2 separate regions of the Sus scrofa genome follow, and region 1 is linked to region 2. A link is a contact called in public Hi-C data. All regions are on one chromosome and are shown on one strand. The core of a region is the stretch at or near the end of the contact, and the rest is flanking DNA. Distances in the headings are between cores, read along the strand shown. Region 1 overlaps THBS1 (thrombospondin 1). Region 2 overlaps FSIP1 (fibrous sheath-interacting protein 1).

The links. A called contact is a pair of places that touch in the nucleus more often than the background predicts.
Region 1: a contact with region 2 is called in a Hi-C map of heart right ventricle, with 3 times the contacts expected there. The contact joins two enhancer-like sites. A contact is called at or near these places in 1 of 5 promoter capture datasets (liver) and 2 of 47 Hi-C or Micro-C datasets (embryonic fibroblasts and heart right ventricle).

Annotation. Positions count from the first base shown.
Region 1 is chr1:131,739,021-131,742,675 of Sscrofa11.1, reverse strand. It overlaps THBS1 (thrombospondin 1), which reads left to right. Exons shown (of 22, transcript NM_001244536.1): 7 at 996-1,089; 8 at 2,571-2,744; 9 at 3,047-3,223; 10 at 3,534-3,655. Among named protein-coding and RNA genes, the nearest start is that of THBS1, 5.2 kb to the left of the region's middle. Within about 2 kb of position 2,110, at least 10 of the 83 cell types and tissues checked have an H3K27ac peak or open chromatin away from gene starts, as enhancers often do.
Region 2 is chr1:131,651,834-131,655,682 of Sscrofa11.1, reverse strand. All of the region lies in intron 10 of FSIP1 (fibrous sheath-interacting protein 1), which reads right to left. Among named protein-coding and RNA genes, the nearest start is that of THBS1, 92 kb to the left of the region's middle. Within about 2 kb of position 2,367, at least 2 of the 83 cell types and tissues checked have an H3K27ac peak or open chromatin away from gene starts, as enhancers often do.

The DNA of each region.
Region 1 (3,655 bases), core at 861-3,360, 87 kb before region 2:
AACCCCGGGCTAATTATACCCCAGGCTAGGTATCTGAAAGGCCATATCTATCCACTAAACCGTCTAAATAACTTGCCTGCTTTAGTTCAAGGGCTAAGTGTTGGATGTCAGGTAAGTAAAACCTAGTGGAGGACCTCTCCTGTGGTGCAGCAGGCTAAGGATCTGACGTTGTCACTGAAGTGACTCTGGTCGCTGCTGTGGGCATGGGTTTGATCTCCAGCCTGGGAAATTCCACATGCTGTGGGCATAGCCAAAAAAAAAAAAAAAAGCCTAGTGGAAACTTTTTTCCTCACCCCTGATTTGTATTCAGCTATGACAAGTAGATGCTCTTAATACAGTACTGATTGCTGTTGAAATCACTTAGCCCAACATCTGAGCTATAACATACCTAGCTCAGATGGCACTGCCTACAGTGTGTGTATCCATCTAGCTGTGCCTAATGGCAGGAACAGGGAGGTTTGAGGGAATTACCTAGCTCATTGAGTAAAGTCAAACTTAAAACAAATCATGGATTGGGGAACCAAAATTTACTAAATTCCCATTCTTGTCCAGTATAATCTAAAGCTAGAGCTATTCCTGAGAAAACAAAATGCTCATTGATCTTTCCCCCATAAAAATAAAATGTTTAAATTTTAAGGTCCTTCCTGGATGAGTTTTATGAGTTTGAATTCAGACACAGAGTGATAGATCTGACCCATAATGTGTGGTGGTTCCCATTGGATAAATTCTTAATGCTCCTGTGCATGAAGAAATGACTAAGTGGCAATTAAGAAAGAACTCTCCGAGGGATGGAGTGACAAGCAACTAGCACTAGAACTGTCTCTACATTGTTGATGGCTGCCAACATGACAGAGGCAGATCTTGTATTAAAATCATTCCACTAGAGCACTTACAACCCTGACCACGTTTACTTTTGTAATTGAAATGTGACAGTTTGTCAGCTTTTGCTTGCAGTATGCCTAGTAACCTATTTCTCTGTCACTCTTGCCCGGCAGAACTCAGTTACCATCTGCAAAAAAGTGTCCTGCCCCATCATGCCCTGCTCTAATGCCACAGTTCCTGATGGAGAATGCTGCCCTCGGTGTTGGCGTAAGTTCCTAAAACTTAACCCTGCTTCGACTACTGGTTCAGCTTTACCTAAACAGTGGACAGCAGAACATAATGCCAGTACCCCACCCCCACCTCCATCAGCTGTTTCCCTTCAGTTTTTTGCTGTAGCATCTGGCCTGTCTGCCACATAGAGCCAAAAACTCTATCATGATTCAACTTAATTACTTCCCCCTGGATTATGGGACAGGCAACAGTCTTGGTATAGCTTACTGAGTATGATTCAATGCTTTGAGGAAAGGAGAGGTGAATTTGTGGCAGCAAAGCTCTAAGATAGAATTTGACCTTATGGCCTAGAGTGAAGAAAAATCTGCTCACCGAGAAATTGATGGGCTTTGCTGCGAGCACTGGACTTACCTGGGCCTGAAAGTTCTGCCCATTTTATCTACAGGCCTAAGAGACCTCAGAGAAAACAGCAGTTTGAGTTTCAGGGTCCTCCATGAACTAGGGCACTGTACTGTTTCATTGCACCCAATCCCTGGGTTTTGTTGTATCACTTTGCTGGGACAATAGAGTAGGTACAAATCATTAAAATGATTCATCAAGACTAAGCTAAATAAAACAGGAATGAAGCACTTATCTTCACACCCACACCCCCCAGTTCCCCCCAACACACACACACCTTTGCACACTGACCACAGCTCAGAATAAGCAGTCATCTCCAGAGATGTTAGTGACATGGGCACTGCTGTAATCATTTGTTCAGCACTTTCTGTTCAAAATCCACTTCAGGTGTGGGTACAGGGAACAAAGCTAGCTGGGGACTAGCAGAGCTCCGAATTTGAATCAGGGAGTGCTAGGAAAACGTCCAACTGATGGCAGGAGAGGACAAGTCCCCTGTCTCGTGTCTGATACAGTGAGATGTGATTGTAGTCATGGTGCCTGGGCAGATGGTAAACAAACACATTTTCCTCTTGTGAAAATATGTGCAGAAAAAGCCCCACATACTAGGGTGAGAGAAGCAACATGCTGACTAACCTCATGACCAAGCCAGAGCTACAGCCAACAGCAGCTCTGCTGCCTTCAGGCGCATCTGCCAAACACATGGTCTCTGGCTCCCCTCAAAGTGACTCCTCTAAGTTGCCTAAAACTCAAGTATTCTTGGAAGCCTGGAAATGCCTATCGAGGCTGGGCTGGAAATGCCTATCGAGGCTGGGCTGGAAATGCCTATCGAGGTGTCTTCAGTCAGGAAAGGGAAACTCAGTGAAAATGCAGAGAGTCGGAAGGAGGCAGGGATGAAGAGGAACACGTGCTGGGAGAAAGCTCAGCTATACTGACCCAGGCAAAGCATGCGATGATCCCAAGGCTGTGCATGGAAAGATCAGGGATAAACCCCTTGGCCACTGGCCTAAGAAATATATTGCTCTTCACCCCTTGGGGAGAGAAGAAAGTTCTGAGCAGAGAAATCTAAAAGAATAGTTTGTTTTAAGGACTGAACACTAAAGGAACCATTTCCTCTGCAGCCAGCGACTCTGCTGACGATGGCTGGTCCCCATGGTCTGAGTGGACCTCTTGCTCTGTGACGTGTGGCAATGGCATCCAGCAGCGTGGCCGCTCCTGTGACAGCCTCAACAACAGATGCGAGGGCTCCTCCGTGCAGACTCGGACCTGCCACATTCAGGAGTGTGACAAGAGATGTAAGCAGCCTGGCCGCTTAGGCTTGTGGGGAACTGACCTGTCCTCAGTATCACCAATAGCAACTCCACTGCATAGAGGTTAAGGGTACAGGTTCTAGGCTCTGGATCTAAGCCCAGTTCTCCCCCTTACCTGTGCATCCGTGAGCACAGCTTACCCTCTCTGAGGCTCTTTCATCATCTGCAAATTAGGATAAGAATAGTTCTCCATGGGGCTATTTGAGGATTTTGTTTAGATAACGCACTTAAAGCAGCGCAGAGTGGCTGGTGGGAAGCACCGTCTAACCATCAGCTTTGTACTTTAGTTAAACAGGACGGCGGCTGGAGCCACTGGTCCCCGTGGTCGTCTTGTTCTGTCACATGTGGAGATGGTGTGATCACAAGGATCCGGCTCTGCAACTCTCCCAGTCCCCAAATGAATGGGAAGCCATGTGAGGGTGAAGCTCGGGAGACCAAAGCCTGCCAGAGAGACGCCTGCCCCAGTAAGTGTGCACACTGCCTGGCAGCTCTGCCCAGCTGGCCGTCTGGCATCCACAGCCTCTGGCTTGGTGGGTTGTGGAGGGGGAAAGTTTCCTTCCTAGAGAAAAATAGAAAGAAGCACAGTCCTACATGTTCAGCAGCTCCCTTTAATGAAAAACAGGAAGAACCACTTCAGATTCACTCTCTTCCCAAACATTCTTCCTATGTGTCAGGGTAGCAGAGATTTCTTGAACAAACACAGGAGAACCTTTTGTGAAGGTAAAGTGTTTGAAAATTGGCCTTAACTTCCACCTGTGGTTCATTTTCTTACAGTCAATGGAGGCTGGGGACCCTGGTCACCATGGGACATCTGTTCCGTCACCTGTGGAGGAGGGGTACAGAGACGTAGCCGGCTCTGTAACAACCCCGCACCCCAGTTTGGAGGCAAGGACTGC
Region 2 (3,849 bases), core at 1,118-3,617:
AGAGCCATCCACGTCCTAAGCATTGCAGCTTAACTTTGGCTTTCTAAAGTCAGACCTATCAGATCTGTTCATGAGTTACTGAACTAAATTCTTGAAGTTTTAGTAGAGAAGTTATAAACTGTACTCTTGAAATATCCTTGATATTTATTTCCATGGCAACTACTTTTTAAAAATTAGGAATGACAGGCATTTGTAAATGTTCTCAAATGCTACCAACTTACTTCAATTGAATCAAATGAAATCACACTGCTCTCTAATATTAGCATTCTAGCTGCAAATGTACAGCTTGGACTTCATCTAAATTAAACAATTTTTAAAAGTTACAAGGTGGCTGAACACATATTTTGATCTTATGAATTTTCTCTGTGACCCATTTAGATTGTATAGTGGGAGTCTTATGGGAAGGCTGGACAGAGAAGGAGGATCTGGATTCGGCCCTAAAGATTGGTAAGCAATGGACACACAGAAGCAGGAAATGAGGGATAGAAAGGGTGCCACCAAAAGCACTGGGTAATTAACCTAAGGGTGTTTGAGGGGAATTCAGTAGAGAACTCCAGGACCAGAGTAAGAGTTAAAGATCAGACGAGACTGAAAGGGCAGCTGTGCATATTTCAAGGGGCTTTGAGTGCCAGACAAGAACATCTGTACAGAGAGGAAGTACATGAATCGGTTTGAACCTTAAAAAGATGTCTTTGTTAGACCAGACTGGAGTGGCAGAGCAGATGGAGGGGTGGTGATGGCCATGACCATGGCATACAGAAATTCTTAAGGACATCCAACATCCTTCCTGGGGAATGAACAGTGTCTGAGGGTGTGGCACCTGAAGCAGAGGACTTGGGTTCAAATCCTGGCTCTGCTGCTTACACTTAAAAGACTTGGGGGAAAAAAAATTTATGATTTTATTTTTTTCCATTACAGTTGATTTACAGTGTTCTGTCAATTTCTACTCTACAGCAAAGTAACCCAGTCATACATATACACAAACCTTCTTTTTCCTCACATTATCCTCCATCATGTTCCATCACAAGTGACTGGATTTAGTTCCTTGTGCTATACAGCAGGAGGAAAAATTCTTAACATGAACTTCAATTTCTTCATCTGTAAGGTAGGCAAACTAACCTACCTCAAATGTTTTTTTGTGAGAATCAAAAGAAACATACAGAAAGCACCCTGCTACCTATAAAGTATTTTCTAAGAAGTTCTCACTGTCAGTCTTGTGGCTTTATATGAATATGCAAAAGACAACTGAAATAGGCTGAATTATATGACATTTTGGAAGTTCTGAACCATTATGAGAGAATCATCAAAGCTCACATTTTCTTCTGGAAAGAAGGTATCCACTTACGTTTAACTACTTACACTCAGGGGATGGTGGGTTCCTCTATCTCATGCCCTCATTTACAGAGGAGAGAAGGCACACTGATTGAGGGCCCGCTTTGCATTGGTAACAAATGCAAACGAGCCCAGGCCTCCTGGATCCCAGCTCTGTTCCCCAATTATAAGCCAGAAGGCTTGTCAATAATGCTGAGAAAAAGCAAAATAGCACCTTAGGTGGAAAGCGTCACTGAGGATCCTTCCACAGATGCCCCTTCCACACACTCCGCCCTGGGTCTCGGAGATGACTCAGCAATTCCCCAGGAAGATGGAGGGTCCCTGCATCTGGGGACCCTGGCTAACGCTCGGGGTCACAGCTAATTCTTCACCTCAACACATCATGCAAATAAGGGGTGGTAATCTAACGAGACCTTAATGTCAACCCATGTCTCTCCCATTCCAATCTGATAACATGATATTATGCTTGTCCCCGAGTTCCTATAACTCTCTTTTCCAGAACAATTTCTCAGACAGACTTCTATTTATTTATAACTCCCTAAACACTGGCTTTCTCCCCCACTCTTTTTCAAGTAGAATTCTTTTAAGAGCAGAGTTATTAGCACCAATGAAATTGTGTACTTTCCAGAATCCTATGAACTATTAGATTGTATATGTTTTATTTATTTTTCAAAAAATTGACCTTTTGTAAGTTTTGCACTTAAAAACCAGCTTTGAAGAACTGGATTTTTTTTAGGGCTAAACAAAAATACTGCTGCTTTCTTTAAAGAAATGAAGCAGTCTCTAAAAGAAGTTACCAGAGCCAAATTTGCTTTCTGAGGTTTGGGCTTTGTGCTTCACTGGCCCTCTGCCCACAGACCTCACACAGTGGCAGGACCAAATGAGGCTGGCACTCCCTGTAAAAAGCTATCAGCACCAATACTTAGACTACTGGTCATGTGCCACAAGTGCCCAAAAATACGCATCACAGCTCTCACATCCTGGATCTCAGTACTTTCTTGGCCAGGATCACCAAGTTTTAAACAGTAACAATTAGGATTGGTTATGCTGTCCCTGTACACTAGTGACCCTGCTTGCTTCTTCAACAAGCACTGTAGCTGTTAGAGTAATTCCTCAATTCTCAGATCTGCTCAGCAGAGGATCATGTAAAAAATGCTAGCACGTGGATGAGACTCAGTAACTGACAAGGTTGCTAAACCCAAGAATGGGCTCCCTGCAAGCCAGTATCATGAAGGGCACAGGGGCATCTATCTGCTAAATGAAAAAAAAAAAGTAGTTTCTGTGACTGCTGAAACCCTGTCAGTGGAGGAGCTTAAGAAAAAATGCTTTTTCTTGACTTTCTCAGCACAAGGAAAAAGTAGAATAAATGGCAAAGCTTTCACATACAAATAGCAAATATCAGAAAAATCAGCATCCTTTAGAAAGGATGCATTTCATGTATGAACATAATTGTCTCAACCTCTCACAGCCCTCATTATATACTTAAAGAATCCAGAGTTTCCACTGCGGTCCAGAGGAAATGAATCTAACTAGTATCCATGAGGATGCAGGTTCTATCCCCGGCCTTGCTCAGTGGGTCGGGAATCCAGCATTGCCATGAGCTGTGGTATAGGTTGCAGACTCAGCTCAGATCCCACATTGCTGTGGCTGTGGTATAGGCCAGTAGCTGTAGCTCAGACTCGGCCCCTAGCCTGAGAACTTCCATATGTTGCAGGTGTGGCACTAAAGAGCAAAAAAAAGAAAAAGAAAGAAAGAGAAAGAAACATAATTTAATAAGATTTTTTTTTCTTGGCCATACCTGTGGCATGTAGAAGTTCCCAGGCCAGGAATCAAACCCTTGCTATAGCAATAACCAGAGCCATAGCAGTGACAATGCCAGGTCCTTAACCTACTGTGCCACCAGGGAACTCCTTATAATTAAAGAAGTCTTGTACTAAGATTAAGTTAAAGAATTTATACTTTGTCAGTAGTGGAGAAGTAAAACCATTATTCTAAGTCCCCCCATAATGAAAAGTAACAAAAGAGAACTTTTAGTAACAAAATCAAGTAAGAAATTTGGATTTCCACATCCATATTCAGTTCAGAAGGTCACAAAATGTTTATCATATGCAAAACCTCATCTCAAGTGGAGAGAAGGGCAACAGTAAAATGACTCAGGATCAACAAAAAGAATCAACCAAGACGCCTTCTATGTAGGTCAACTTCACACTCAGGAGCTGGTATCTTCAGTGTGGAGAACAGTTCGAATGAAAAAGCAAGGACAAGGTTGCACAACTTACAAAAGTGGCATTAAAACTGATCCACATCACCACTATATTCAGTTGATATAACAAAAAAGTATTAGCAAACAAAAAAATGACATTTTTTTCTATTGTATTAATACTAAACAAAAAAAGTTTTATTCTATCTTTTCTGTTCTTGGAGAAAAAAAAAATGGCACACCTTTAATTCAGTAGTGAACTTCCAGTGTTTGGGGAGACTTAAATTATGTTTATAAAAATAGCAAATGAGCTTTTA